3 separate regions of the Zea mays genome follow, and regions 2 and 3 are each linked to region 1. The links are chromatin contacts, called in public Hi-C maps. All regions are on one chromosome and are shown on one strand. Each heading gives the region's core, a stretch centred on a gene start, on an enhancer-like site or on the middle of the called end of the contact. The rest is flanking DNA. Distances are from core to core; before and after follow the strand shown. Region 1 holds the start of LOC100279221 (Protein phosphatase 2C and cyclic nucleotide-binding/kinase domain-containing protein). Region 2 holds the start of LOC100281714. Region 3 has its middle 72 kb from the start of LOC100281714.

The links. Hi-C and Micro-C count contacts between places; a contact is called where the count stands out from the background.
Region 2: a Hi-C map of leaf shows a contact between it and region 1, with 6 times the contacts expected there. The contact joins the promoter of LOC100281714 here to the promoter of LOC100279221 in region 1. A contact is called at or near these places in 3 of 25 Hi-C or Micro-C datasets (all in leaf).
Region 3: a Hi-C map of leaf shows a contact between it and region 1, with 3 times the contacts expected there. The contact joins the enhancer-like site here to the promoter of LOC100279221 in region 1. A contact is called at or near these places in 2 of 25 Hi-C or Micro-C datasets (ear and leaf).

The regions. Positions count from the first base shown.
Region 1 is chr4:228,531,248-228,535,946 of Zm-B73-REFERENCE-NAM-5.0, forward strand. LOC100279221 (Protein phosphatase 2C and cyclic nucleotide-binding/kinase domain-containing protein) reads right to left here and starts at 2,860. Exons shown (of 15, transcript NM_001320440.1): 1 at 2,667-2,860; 2 at 702-2,011; 3 at 271-402; 4 at 1-170. The coding sequence starts at 1,769.
Region 2 is chr4:228,761,643-228,766,341 of Zm-B73-REFERENCE-NAM-5.0, forward strand. LOC100281714 reads right to left here and starts at 2,302. Exons shown (of 15, transcript NM_001154634.2): 1 at 2,067-2,302; 2 at 1,924-1,964; 3 at 1,476-1,545; 4 at 1,240-1,388; 5 at 733-828. The coding sequence starts at 2,142.
Region 3 is chr4:228,689,301-228,693,999 of Zm-B73-REFERENCE-NAM-5.0, forward strand. No RefSeq gene overlaps it. Among protein-coding and RNA genes, the nearest start is that of LOC100281714, 72 kb to the right of the region's middle. Within about 2 kb of position 1,916, at least 8 of the 20 cell types and tissues checked have an H3K27ac peak or open chromatin away from gene starts, as enhancers often do. A contact at or near this core is called in ear and leaf, where this site is marked.

The DNA.
Region 1 (4,699 bases), core at 1,610-4,109:
TTCTCTAGAGAACTTTCAAGAGCCCTCAATCGTGCCCGTGATAAATCATGCTTGGAGCGCTGATTATTGGTGTTGGAACTTACTATTAGTGGCGATTCAGGGCCTGCCAGTCCTACTACTTGTTGTGAAGGTTGTAAAGTCACCTTCGTAACAGTCTGGGTAGATTCCTTCTAGTAAGACAGTAAGAGCAGACACGTGAGGTTTCTTCAGGGAATTTGATGAAACAATCGATATGGAAACAATGCACAAGAAAAAATAATAATTACATACATCAGTTAACCCATTAATATGCACGAGTATGATTGTAATGTCATCTGTACGAGTTTCATACTGTAGCCAAAGACGATAGGACTCAGCGACAATTTCTGCACATGCATCTCGAGGATCCTTGTATTTAGAAACCTGCAAATTCACTGTATTAGAGTAGAAACCTCACTTAAAATACTGACTTCACACTTCATTAGAATTAAATCCTTGAGTTAACCCATTAATCTGCAGATTCACTTTAGTCCTTATATGATTTAACACTTCATTATTGAGATTTAATTCTGTATTTTAAAATTGAATAGGAAGGATTTAATATCTAATGTATCTTTATGCTCTATGACTGCAGTGAATCACTTGGGCTATAGAGTGCGCCTAATCACCCAAATTGTGAATTATGCAAAGATGATATTGTTAAGGTGATGGATACAACTTACCATGTCGACAACTGTTTGACTGGAAAGGAACTCAAAAACGCCATCGCTAGCAAGAACGAAAAATGGATTGTTGGAATTGAGATCCAGGACAAAAATCTCGGGATCTGCAATGACACCAATTGACTCAGCAACAGAATCTCCAATGCTACGGGTAAAAGCAGTTCCTGGGTACATGCCATTTTGCACCCATAACCTTGGAGGATCGCCATCGTCACTTTCTTCAGTACCCCAACACTGCACATCTGGGTTCTTTAGGCCCTCTATTTGGTCCAACGTTAGAACCCTAGCACCACATTCCTTGACCCTTTCAAGCTCATCAAACCGGTAAGGGGTTTGATCTATGGAAAGGTCAACAGCGACAATGTCATCCCCTTGTTTTTCGGCGATAACAGCACGCGAATCACCGGTATTTGCAACGTAAATAGTTTTACCCCTGACCAAGATAGTGACTGCAGTAGTACCACTCATGGAGTCATCCAAGTTGTCGGCATGCAGCTGTGTGTTCGTTGCCACAAAAGCAGAATGAAGAGCCAGCACAGCATCGGTACGAAACCTGTTATCTCTGAGCAGGTTCTCGCATAATCTTCGCTTCACAAATTGCGAGCATTGAGCTCCATATTCCCCATGGCCATCAAACACACCGAATAAGTGGTCATCAGGACTAGGTCCAAATGGGGTATGTACGCAGTAGCTATCTTGATTTGCCTTGTCCAGTGATTCTGGGTAGTAACCTCTTTGAGACAGGAAGGAGTATCTCAGGTCATAGTTACCCAAAGGGACCTGAACCTTGCGTGAAGCATCGGGAGGAAGAAACTGTGACGACACCCTTGACAGTCGGCTGATGCCAGCAGTTGATTCCCTTGTAGCATTCATATGGTTAAAAGCATCGTCATCTTCCCCGAGATCATCACCAGAAGAATCATCTGAACCACTAGAATCTACCCTCCCTCTCCCCCGACTTGACTTTCCCCTGGATTCCCTCGGGGAGTCAGGTGCCTGCCCCAGGCACCCATTTGAGCACAAAGAGCACTTCAATTGTGAACAACACTTGGAAGCTGAACAGCCCATGAAGGAGATGTAAAAGCAGCTTTTGGTCAGACCACAATGTCACGAGGCAACATGAGCCATAAAAAATCCTCCGCGGTACAATGAATCGTCCAACGGCTTAAACCAAGAGCCCCGAATTGAGGATGAACTCAGAATTTAAAGAATCTGAGGAACTTGAGCAGCCATTCACAGCACCGGCAGTATCTTTGATAGTTTAACCATCAAAATGGATGGAGTTGACTGGAATCCGTCTAATGCCAAACCTAAAATAAAACAAAATGCCTAGCTAGTCAACAATGACAGTGCAAAGTCCGTCAGAAATAAAATTAACATACATATGCCGGGGGGGGGGGGGGGGGGGGGGGGGGCAATTATTGAGACGGGAAAGTGTAGAGCATATGAAACGTACTTAGCCGACGTCTTAATAAGCACAATTCGCGAAGTTCTGAACTATATGAACTCCAAGAAAATGGTGTACCCAGTCATGACATGAAAGCTACGCAAAAGCAAAAGGATGATCATTGCTACACCTACTGACCTACAACCGTGGGGGGAAGGGATAAACTACACATACAACAGGGAAAAAACTTTTTTTTTTTTGCTTATAATTCTACCAAGATTTGGACAAACGAAAAAGGCCACTGTAGGCACTACGGAGTTCCCTGAGGAAAAAGATTACAGTCGCCGTTGTGTAAGATCTTCGCACAGCTGCGTGTACAAACCAGAAATGTCGAACAAACACTACCAAAACAGGAGCAGGAGGTAAATGTTCAACGGCATGAAAAACCCAAAAAAAACGACATGGAACATCCTAATTTCTGTAGTCCTGACAGTTCTGTACTTTCAAGAATCGCATAATAAAATACGAATAAGAATGAGAAAAAATAGGAGAGAGTGTCAGCCATATATGTAACTTACGGCAGCAGAGATTGACGAAGGAGTAGCAGAGCACCAGCAGCAGCATATGCGGCTGCCAGCGGCGGCAGCCTGGGGAGAAGAATGGATGGAAATGGAGGAAGGAGTGGGGAAGTTTATGAGGTGGGTAGAGCAGGCAAGCAGGGGGCGGAGAGAGAGAATGGGAGGTGAAGAGAGAGGAGGTGGGTGGTGGCAGCAGAGTAGCCGCAAGTTTAGGCTACAAGGTGAGGGCAAGTCGGAATCGGTGATGAGCATTAATACAGCTACAGAGGAAAGCGAGCGAAGCAAAGACGCAAACGTCATGACACTACTGATGCCAATTGCCAATCCCACGCCACTGCTCTCTTGTCCTGTGATCGGACCTGTTTTTTTTCTCGTGAACGTTGATCCTTAGCATTTTGGGTCCATTTGGTTCAGAGAATCTGAATTCTTGGAAAATTTGTCTCCGGGGAGAATTTGAATATCGTGGGCACTTATGTGCAAGAGAAGATGAGGGGTTTATAGGGTTTAAGATCTAGGAGGTGACGTATTTCTCTCATCATGATTTGGACGATTTTCGCCAAAGTCACGAAGGTCGACTGAGAACCGAAACATTTAGCTGCTAAAATCTGATTCTGACGGCCAGGATTCGATTTTAAGCAAAAACAAGCACCCTCTTTATCTTGCATGCTGCAGGTCCATCCATAGGCCATACATGTTAAGGTTTTGAGGAGCATGACAATTAATCATTGAGGTCCTTCTCTTTTGATAACTCTAAAAAATCCATATTGATCACCTATAAAGATTCCTAAAAAGAACCCTAATTAAAGTAATATGGTCCATTCACCTTTTGATCTACTTAAAAATAACATAAGTAAGCCATATGGAGAAGGTTAAGACAAATAAAAGTGTTTTGTGGAAGGACATAGAAACATTATTCACACGAGTTCACAAGGATACCTTCGAATGCTTGGAGGTGATACAAGAATGTCTTGGACTCAAGAGGATGCAGAGCAATTCAACAATACTCCAGTCGATTGCCGGAGTGTAGCCCCATATGGGCACTATACTGCTAGTTATAGGGACAGCGCGACATACAACTTTATATAAAATTATATTTATATCCCTAAATCCTATACATATGATCTACAAAGACTGATGAGGTGTTGTCTTTTCCTCATGGAAATGTGTTGCGCACGCCGCTTGAGCTGCCCTTTGTCCTCTGGGATGTGTGCTTCGGCTTTCGAGCTTCATCACGCTTCGTCCAAGTTATGACGCCGAGGCTGCCACCTTATACTTGTACCCTATGGATGCTTTTAGGATGAAGGTCAATTTATTACTCCTGAAACAAACTGAAAGATGGATACGATTTTATTATTTTAAAGGCCTTTAGCACAAGCAGACCCCCAACAGTAGCCCCTCGCGGTATTAGTTCGTTTTCTATAATGTGCTAAGACCGCAGAATACATGAAGGGAGACCTTATGTCGAAGGTACCAAAAACACCTTCCCAAAACACATTATTGAAAAAGTACCCTCCGGAATATGCTTTCCCAGTCAAGAGGTGGAGGACGATCTGGGCGGTCCACTTGCAGCGAGTGACCATTGTATGGCTCCTTGGATCCTATGCCTTTTACCTATATAGCAGGGCATGTTCTTGGTAGATAAAAGTGGCTTTTGGTGCTCTTGTCATCTTGCTGTCCACATTTTCTTTGACTTCAAAGCTCATCAACTCTTTTTCCTTTTTGAGATCTTCGTGCTTTCGCCAATGGCGGAGAGTAAGGTGATCTTCGAACTAGGCGCCTTGGCATCCTCGGATGTCGCCGAGAAGAAGGAAGAAATAAACATCGTTCTAATAGGTGTTGTAGACTTGGTAACTCGGGCTACTGAAGGAAATATTGAAGATGTGTTGGGAAGAGAGTGACGGAGAGCTCAAATTTGAGGAGGATGATAGCGACATTCACCCGATGAAGCCGAGTCATGCAAACTTTGGGAAATCTGCATTAAAGATAGGGTATGTTGAAGTGATGAAGATGCTAAATTACATTGAAGATACTGA
Region 2 (4,699 bases), core at 1,052-3,551, 230 kb after region 1:
GAGCAACTCTAATAGTTCTCTAAACAACTCCCTAAACCTTAAATTTAAGAAGTGAACAGAAAAATGCTTCACCAATAATTCTCCAAATAGATTTGCTAAATTTCATTACTTGCTATCCAACCCCATTTACTCCCCAAGTTTGGCAACTCGATAATCACTCCCTAAACACAGTTGGCGTCAATTTCTTCACATCCGCATGTTCATTTTTTTTCTCTTCTCCGCGCAGCGGGGTAGACAAGTCTATCGCGCTTTTTTTCCCCTTTCCTGCGCAGTGAGACAGCCAGATCCAACGTGTGTGACACAAGCTTTTTATCCGCCATCGGACCACCGCCGCCCCATTGGTCGCGCCTCCAGACCGCCGCTCCACCACAGGTCACGCCAACCAGCCTTCTCCTCCGCCCTCCGATTGATAGGATTTGATGTTAGCCGTCGATAATGGATCCTCAACCCTAGGTGATGGTCACCCACCATTCGTAATTTTTGTTAAGCCATTTCAGGGTGGGTGATGATGACGAATAGCAAGCCACATCCACTAACAAGCATTTATTTGTCCATGTCAGCATACCACACATCAACTAAAAATTCCTTTATAATAGTTTATACCTTCATGCAAGTAAATATTAGTCGTCTAATTTCATTCCAAATTATTTGTGGTCCCCGCAGCAATGCACGGGTATGCTTCCAGTTGTATAACAATCTGCAAGCTAAAACAGAAAGCGCCCACATACAAACCTGGTTAGCTTTTCGACCAAGGCCCATGAGGAAGTTATCAGGCTTGATGTCTCTGTGCAGATAGCCTTTAGAATGCATAAATTCTATTCTTGTTATCTGTAATAGTAAATGAAAACCAGTTTCAACCAACTACAGCATGGGTAAAAAAGAGGTGATTTTTTAAGGTTAAATAAGGAACAGAAAGGCAGGACTATTTTGCTGTTCTGCTCATGTGCCATCTCAATGTAGCTACTGTGTAAATCACTTGAGATTGTGTGTTCCACTGTCAGCTATTTGTGTGTGATCCACTTAAATTTGAGTGTAATTCACTTGAATTTGAGTGTTCCTTACATATGGCATAATCCAGTCGATCACAAACAAGTGCTAATGGCATATGTAGCAATCGTGGGATGCACTGTAAGAGTGCTACACAAGCATCACTGAGAAATAAACATAAGTGATTGGCACCTTTCACAAATTCATCACAATAGTAAATAAAACCTAGGGAGGTTGGAGAAGAATTATTACCATCTGGTCCGCTAGCATCAAGACCGTCTTCAGTGAGAATCTCCGGCCACAATAAACAAACAGATCTTCAAGGCTTGGTCCGAGTAAATCAATAACAAGAATGTTTTCATCGCCGTCAATGCCGCACCATTTTATGTTTGCGATACCAGCTACATGGATTCAAAATAGCAACAATTCAACACAGATAATGGTATAACAATCAGCAAAGTAAGATTTGTATGTACTCAAACGCATACTCCCTCCTTGAAGAGCATTGTACAGTTTGGCCTCATATAGCAACTGTGGATGATTGGTTTTGCTGCTTTCCTGTACATAATAATAAACATAAGTTCCAAAAATAAACATGGCAAATACACATCTACAGCATATATTAATTTGCAATGTGTTGTCATATAATAACTCCATTCATTTGTAACTTCATCAAATGACTACTTATCATGTCCTAACAGATGTCATTTTACAGAGATGGTTTCGTTTTCATTTTTTTTACAAAGAGGTTGCAAGTAACCTAGAGCACAAAAACCTGAGGGGTCCAGGACGCTGAATCAACATTACACAATTTTAAGCTCCACCTCATAACCCTACTGCGCGCCGCAATAAGCATAGCAAGAAGCCGCGAAACCATAGACGAATTCCAACAAAATCAAACAAAAACGAGGGACGGCTGAGGGAACGGGGGCTCACAATCTTGACGGCGACGATCTCGTAGGTGTCGACGTGCGTCGCTGCATAGAGAGGGAGGGGACAACAACAAGCACAGCACCAAAACCTCGTCAGATCCAAACACCAAGCAAAGTGAACAACAGCTGTCGTGATCGAGGTCGAACCGAGGTAGATCTCCCCGAAGGAACCGCTTCCGATCTTGCGACCCAGCTTGTACTTGCTGCCTACGATCCGGTCCATCCCCTCCTCCACCAGCTTTTCCTACGCCTTTCAGCTCTGGCTCTATCGGCGCCGCGACGGCGAGTGGAAGGAAAGCGAGGGGACTAGGGTTTCGACTGCCGACTACTGCGACGAAATGGGTAGCAAAGAAGGAAGAGGAGAGTGGGCAAAGTGGCGGGTTGAAGGCTTCTAGAAGGTCGGAAACGGATTAGATTTTGCAGCGCAAGACGCGACGGTGAGAAAAAAAAAGTAATGTCGGAGACTCAAGCAGCTTTGCTTCCAACAGCAAACTTCAGGCAAATGGATTTAAATAAAATATATATAAGGACAAAGTATTATCTCTACTACTTATTAAGGCTCTAAGGGTAGCCCGCATGGCTGTTGTTCAATCTGGATCGTCCATCCGTGCGCACAAAAGTTCAATACATGTTTACAATATACCACTAACTGATTACAAGAGCTAATTGCTTTCTCTGTAGCAGCCACGTTTATAAGTTGCTGCCGCACTCTTTTGCTAGCCGATATGGTACCATTTATTTGTGCCGCGGTAGAGAACATGAAATTTATTTGGCTGGCTGATATGAGGCCCATCTATCAATTCAATTGTAAACGGCCCATCTAGGAAAAACCCTAGATATGCCCGCGCCCGCAGGCTCTCCGTCGGTCGCGCGGCTCTCGCGCGGCGGCTCCTCACCCGCCGTCGGTCGCTCCTCATCTCGCAGACAGTCGCGCACCTCCTCTCCTCTACCACTGTCGCCCCCTCCTCGCCGCCATTACTGCTCGCCGCGTCCTGACTCCTGTAGTGGAAATCGGGCGGAAGGAGGTGTTCGGAACATCGAGGCTGCGATCCCAGCGAGCAAGCTCGCGTGGCTTGGTGGGCACAGCCTCCTTCTCGCCGCCAGCTCTCACTCTGGGCCGGCCGGGGTGGTGGGGGACATACGTCTTTGGGATGTTCGGGCGAGCGCCACGGTGCCAGTGTGGGAGGTCAGGGAGAAGGAGGATTGCTTTGCTGATGTTGCCGCGTCTGACGCACTGTCAGCGGTGTTCAAGGTGGGTGCAGCATCCAGTGAGGTGTTCATGGCTGACCTGAGGAGGCTTGGTAACGGTGGTGGCGTTGGATTGGAGCCATGGGTGTGCATTGGCGATGGATAGAAGGCGGCTGCAGCCGCATCATCTGGAAGGAAAGAGAGGAATGGTTGTAGAATTGAGTGCTACTGCAGTTGGGTGTTTGTGGCACGAGGCGCGGACGTTGAGGTGTGGAGTCAGGTGGGATTGGCACCAGAAGCCAGTGGAAAGAAGGTGATGAGGAGGAATTGGGTTGGCAGTGAACTATCCACAAAGCCCAAGATTGTGAGCTGGGCATTTGGTGGCAGCAGGATGGCATTGGCCAGAGCTGATCAGCTGCCTGTGGAGATATGGGATAGTGCTACAGCAGCAATTGGCGCAAATCCCTGAGTAGAGGGAGGATATCGCAAAAGCAAGCCGACGCTTGTCAAATGTTCAATTGCTGCTTGTTCCTCTATGCAATGTAAATTTACTTTAGCGTGTTGTTTGTGATGTATCCCAGATAGTTAGAATCTTGAATGCAATGCCTGGAAGGTATGGAATGATTTTACTGGGGTTGAATATATTCTGTGTTTTCTGATCATGCAATCTACTGAATTTTGTTATCACCCTAGGAAAAAGGGTAATACAGTATCTTTTTAAGCAATTGTGGAAAAAGGTCTTTGCCAGGGTAAACTTTGTTTAACTGAGTTATTCTTTTTGGGTATTGAAAATCTAACTTCCTCAATAAGAATTTGCATAATTGTCTTACATCAGTTATAGATTTGGTGCTTCTAGAAGCTCAACACAATTCCATAGAAGCTCACCACAATTCCAGCATGATATGGGAATCTGTTACAACATGCTTTGCAATAGTTCATGTGTGCTCTCAGGTCTGCAAGATTTTATGGTACTCCCTCCGTCCCATAGTACTATTTGTTTTAGCTCTTATTTTTTATGTTTATATTCAAATGAATGATGATAAATATATACATATATATAAAACATATACATCAAGTATTGTATGAATCTATTAACATCCCAAAATAAATTTTTATTTGGGACAGAGGGAGTACCATTTAGATATGAGGATTGCCTAGAGATTCGTCACTCGTTTGCTCAGAAGTTGGAAATAAATGATGACTACTTAAAGCAAACAAATACTGTGGATGGAACACAAGGTTTGATGAACATTTGGGCGTTTGAATCATTCCTGTTCTGCTGGTCGCCTCACATTTAAATTATCGAGTACCCTGCAACTAAACCATCGAGTTCCACTGAAGTGCAAATTAGTCTTGACAAGCACCTAACTGTTGCAGGGGCGCAGGGGCAGATGTTTCTTGTAGGTAATATATGTGCTGAAATTGGGTATATAGCCCGGTGGTTAAGGGCTTGAGGCTCCAAGGGAGGAGCCGGCCGGCTGCGGTTTGAACCTCGTTTGGCACCAGGCCTAGCCGTGCCAGGGTGGTGTTGTTCATGTGTCATGAAATTGGACGGTTTTTATAGCGAATACCTTTGGCATTTGTACATTTCC
Region 3 (4,699 bases), core at 666-3,165, 160 kb after region 1:
TACAAACAAAAAATCCAATATACACTTTCTTGTCATTGAGAAGCATACCATAGAGTTTATCAATGGCCGACTAAGCAGATTCATCCATCTCAAACTGAACAAAACCATAGTCCCTTGATTCTCCTGAAGAGTCTAAATCCAAGCAGCTCGACCTGACAATGATGTGATCTTGATCCAAGTCAGCAAGAATCTTGTTTAGTTGGCGATGGCAATTGTCTGCGACGCTATCCTGCTTCATCTGCTCTTCATTCAGACTTGTGCCTTGAAGTGTTTCCCTATGAAGGGCAGCCACAACACCTTGAATTAAAATCTTGAGCACAAGAGCATTACCAGGGACACCAACAGAAACAAGCAGCTCTCCATCCGGCTGAGCCATTTTCAATATGGCTGAAGGAGCGATCGTGATAGGCATGGAAATGTTGAAGTACAGCGCTAGCATGAAAGCGACGTACATCTGGTGCCCGTAGTCCTGCACCTCCATGGTGCATGCCAACTCCAGGCAGATGCCACGCAGGCACAACTCGTCGTCGTCCTTGTCAAGGTCGTCGTCGTCGTTGGGTTTGGTTGTCAAGGTGCCTGTGATGTTCTTCTTCCTCTCCTTGTTAGCTTCCATAAGAGCTGCCTCCAGGAGCGCCTTGGCCTCTAGGCTATTGTAACTCAGCAGCAGCTCAGGCACACGGTACGAGAGAGTGACGACGCGGCTGGTGAGCGGGTGCTGGCGCCCGGCGCCGTAGTAGTCGGGGAGGCCGAGCTCGAGATCGTCGGGGGTCTTGCGAGCCGCTGCACTGACGCTAGGAGGGGCCTGGCGCTGTGGGTGTGCGCCGTCAACGATTTCGGGCATAGGTGTCGGAGTTGGAACGAGCGTCGAACACCTTGTGGGCATGGTGCTGGTGATGTTGCTGGAGCAGAGCATCAGCAGCTTATCGGCGTAGTGGCCGTTGAGCGCCTGGTCGGGTGTGGTGCAGGAGGCGGAGGCGTAGAGGTGGTCGGCGTAGGAGGCGCATCGCGCCTTGCCCACTGTGTGCGCGTCGGGCAGCACGTCGAGGATGGTGGTGGCATCCAACTCGATCTCATCGTAGCCATCGAGTTCGGCGGTCACGAATCTCGTGGGGCCCTCTGGCGAATCGAGGTCCTCGCCACCGAAGAATCCGCCCCAGTTATCGGCGATGACGAATGGCGCCGCGCAGTACTGCTCGTCGTCGTCGAAGCACCCACCCCAGTTGTCAGTGATGACAGCGTCGAACAACACGTCGGAATCGGTGGAGGTGATGATCGCATTGACGGAGTCGTCCGCGGCTCCGGAGTTTGCGCGTGCTAGCACGACCGATGATGGGTCATCCTGCAGCTCCATCACCGGCGGAGGCGAGAAGCGCCGGTCCCAGCGAGTCTCCCACTCGTCGAACCTCCGGTTGAACTCATCGAGGATGAGCTTGACGTCGAGAGTCATGGTGTTGACAAATTTGAAGCTGAGGATCGAACACCTCTGATACCAATTGTTAGCCTCTTCTACTAGATTAACTGAAGAACAAATATAGAATTCAGAGTTGGTGTTCTGAATAATTCTTTCATAAACCTCCTCGTCACCTTCATTGCGCCCTTATAATATTTTCCTTTAGCTACCTGGGCTGGCATGGGCTGTTTGGGCCGACAGTCCCTAACATCCAGTCGGGCTCCATGGGAGCTGCGCGGACCTGGCAAAATCCGAGCAGGGAGGGAGCGCCGTGGGGAAGAGCCGTTCGGCTGGGGAGAAGAAGGAGCTGGGCTAGCGTGCAGCGGCCATGGGAGATGGCGTGGAGACGGAGCTCCGGCCAAGGAAAAACAGGGGCGCGTGGCGATGGGAGATGAAGACCTGGGCGACGGCAGCAGATTTTTCTCTGCGGCGGCTGGAGATAACCACGGCTGGGCGGTGGGATTTCTCCTCCAGTCTTGAGCGGCGCAGGGATAGGCTTGAGGGAGAGCGGAGAAAAATCTCCAGCCGGCAGGGGATAGGGAGAGATAATTGGATTTTTGCCACTCACAACGTTGTCTTCTTGTTATAATTACCACTGTGTCTATGAATTGTGGGTCCAGCTGGGTTTATGAAATGTGGGTCTGATGGCAATTTTACAAACCTGTTTGTTGCTGATAGCAAATATCAAAATCTCTCGGATAGGGACGGCTGGAAAAAATCAGAAAAGAGAGAGAATAGCGGGAGAGAGAGAGGATATTTTCATTTTCATTTTTGTTATTTTCTCTCTCGCGCAAAAACGCCTGCCAAAGTATCAAGGTTCCAAAATTAAGATTTTGAAGAGCCAAATTAGATCAGGCTACAATATTTAGACAATATTTAAGACAACACTGGTTTAGTCGAAATCGGATAAAAATTCATCCGTTATCTAAACACAGTTGATTTTATTATCTTACAGAGTGTGCTGAAGTATAAATGGATCCATAACCTCGCACACGATTTTTCTCGGACAATGCGTGATTTCTCGGTTCACGAGAGGGAACAGAATTATTCGCATCGAAAACCATAGTCGTCGGGTTCTGATTAATTTGTTCGGGATAAAATCATCCGAGTGGGTCAGGCTTTCGAATTCGTATTCGCGCGAGCGATGAATTTTAAATAATCACCGGATGCACCGATTTTCAGAACAACTATGTTCCGAACATCACAAAAATTTAGGAAGAGCCCGGATAAATAAAAACGATGGTCGAACTCGCGACAAACAAAACAGATTAAGACAGAGAGACTGTTATTTAGTTCCGTCTAAGTTTTACGATCCTCACCAGTGATCGATCATTTGATCTGATGCCAACGATCACATGCTGAGGGGAACGATTCACTTAATCAGCTCGCACAGCGTTCTGTTCGGACAACGCGGGCTCCAAATTGTTCATAAAATCAGAAGTCTTCTAGTTTTCTTATTCACTTACGCGCGTGATCCAAACAGTTCAAAATTCGCCAGCAACCGAAGATTCAATAATCCAAAAGCTTCATGACCCCTTTTTAATTGCGTAGATTATCGAAATAAGTATGACACCAAATTCAAACTTTTGCGGGATGATTAAAATTTAGTGTCCACTTTATTTACTGACATCCCACGCTTAAATCCATAATCGCTGTTTAACGGAAGATAACACCTGAGGTGTTACATTAGTCATGTTTTTGAGGACATTCGAAAGAGGAAGGCCCCCAACATTTATGAATTAGTATCAATGATGTTAAATTGTATTATATTTTATAACCTCTACTCGTATGAAGTATCAGTTTCGACGGTCGTTCGGCGTTGTCGCTCTTATAAAAACACTTACATTTCTTCGAATTTAACCCACATTTCTATCATCACGCTTCATGTGCAAATGCGCATAAATCTATTTTTCCTCCCCACGTCTTGCCTAACAACCTAATAACAAAAATCTTATCTCTTAGATGTGCAACCAACCATGCAACCACCACGAGCGCGCGTACGAAGCGGGTAGATTTGTTTTCTCTCATGTCTATTTTTCTCCCCCATGTCTTGTCTAACAACCACTGTCGTGACTCTCCGCGCGTCGTGTATCATGCACGAAAGTGTGTAGATCTATTTTTCTCTCACCACGTCTTGCCTACCAACCAAATAAGCCTTATCCCTTAGATGTGCAACCATGCAACCACCGCAACCGTGCGAAGCGCATAGTTCTATCCCCCATGTCTCGCCTAACAACCATATAAGATAAGTCTTATTCCTTGCATGTGCAACCAACCAACCACCATGAGCTCGAGCGAAGCACGTATATCTATTTTCTCCCCTATGTCTCGTCTAACAAACAGATAAGATAAGTCTTACCTCTTACATGCGCAACCAACCATGCAACCACCACGAGTGCTTATATTAAGGGTGTGTTTGGTTTGACTTTTGGCTTTGGCTTTTGCCTCCTTAAAAGCCAAAAGCCAACCAAAGGACTGGATCCAGGAAGCAGCTTTTTCTAAAAGCCGACTTTCTCGTAGTGCAAATCTGAAAGCACCCCTGGACCTGCTTTTAGTGGCTTTTCGGATGAAACTATGAAAACATATATCGAAGAATTTTTAACGACTTTTAGTGGTTTCCACCAAACGATTTTTAGCTTTTTAACAGCTTACAGCCTACAGCAGCTTTTTCTACAGCTCACATCCCACAACAACTTTTTTCACAGCCACAGCCCAACCAAACAGACCCTAACTCCCAACTTTTCAATTGTTCCTCGTCTCTGTCTCTCTCACCCAGATTCTTCCGCTGAGTACATAAGACCATCATACTAGCCTTCAACTCGCTAGCCACCCCACCACGCCCCACCCGCGGCATCGCCTTTACCTTCCCCCTGTTGGCAAGCATCTGGAATTAGAGGGACAAGAACGGTCGAGATAGAGGAGGAGGCCATGCGCATGTACAGGCAGCGAGACAAGAACAACCGAGGCACATGAGGAGACATGCTGCCGACAATGGCTAACTGAACAGCCGACCTCCGATGTAATGCACCTCTACAAGCAGCAGGGTAAGAATAACTGAGGAAGAGGAGGAGGTGTCATCGTCGATGATGCGTGGTTAAACAGTCGACTCTCTGTCACCTTGCAACTCTGTAGGCAGCATGGCAAGAACAAACGAGGGGTAGGAATACTCCTTTGAAGAACGAGTTTCGTGCGTCGTGCGTCACACGCAAAGCATATATAGTAGATATATTTCTCTCTCACATCCCCCTG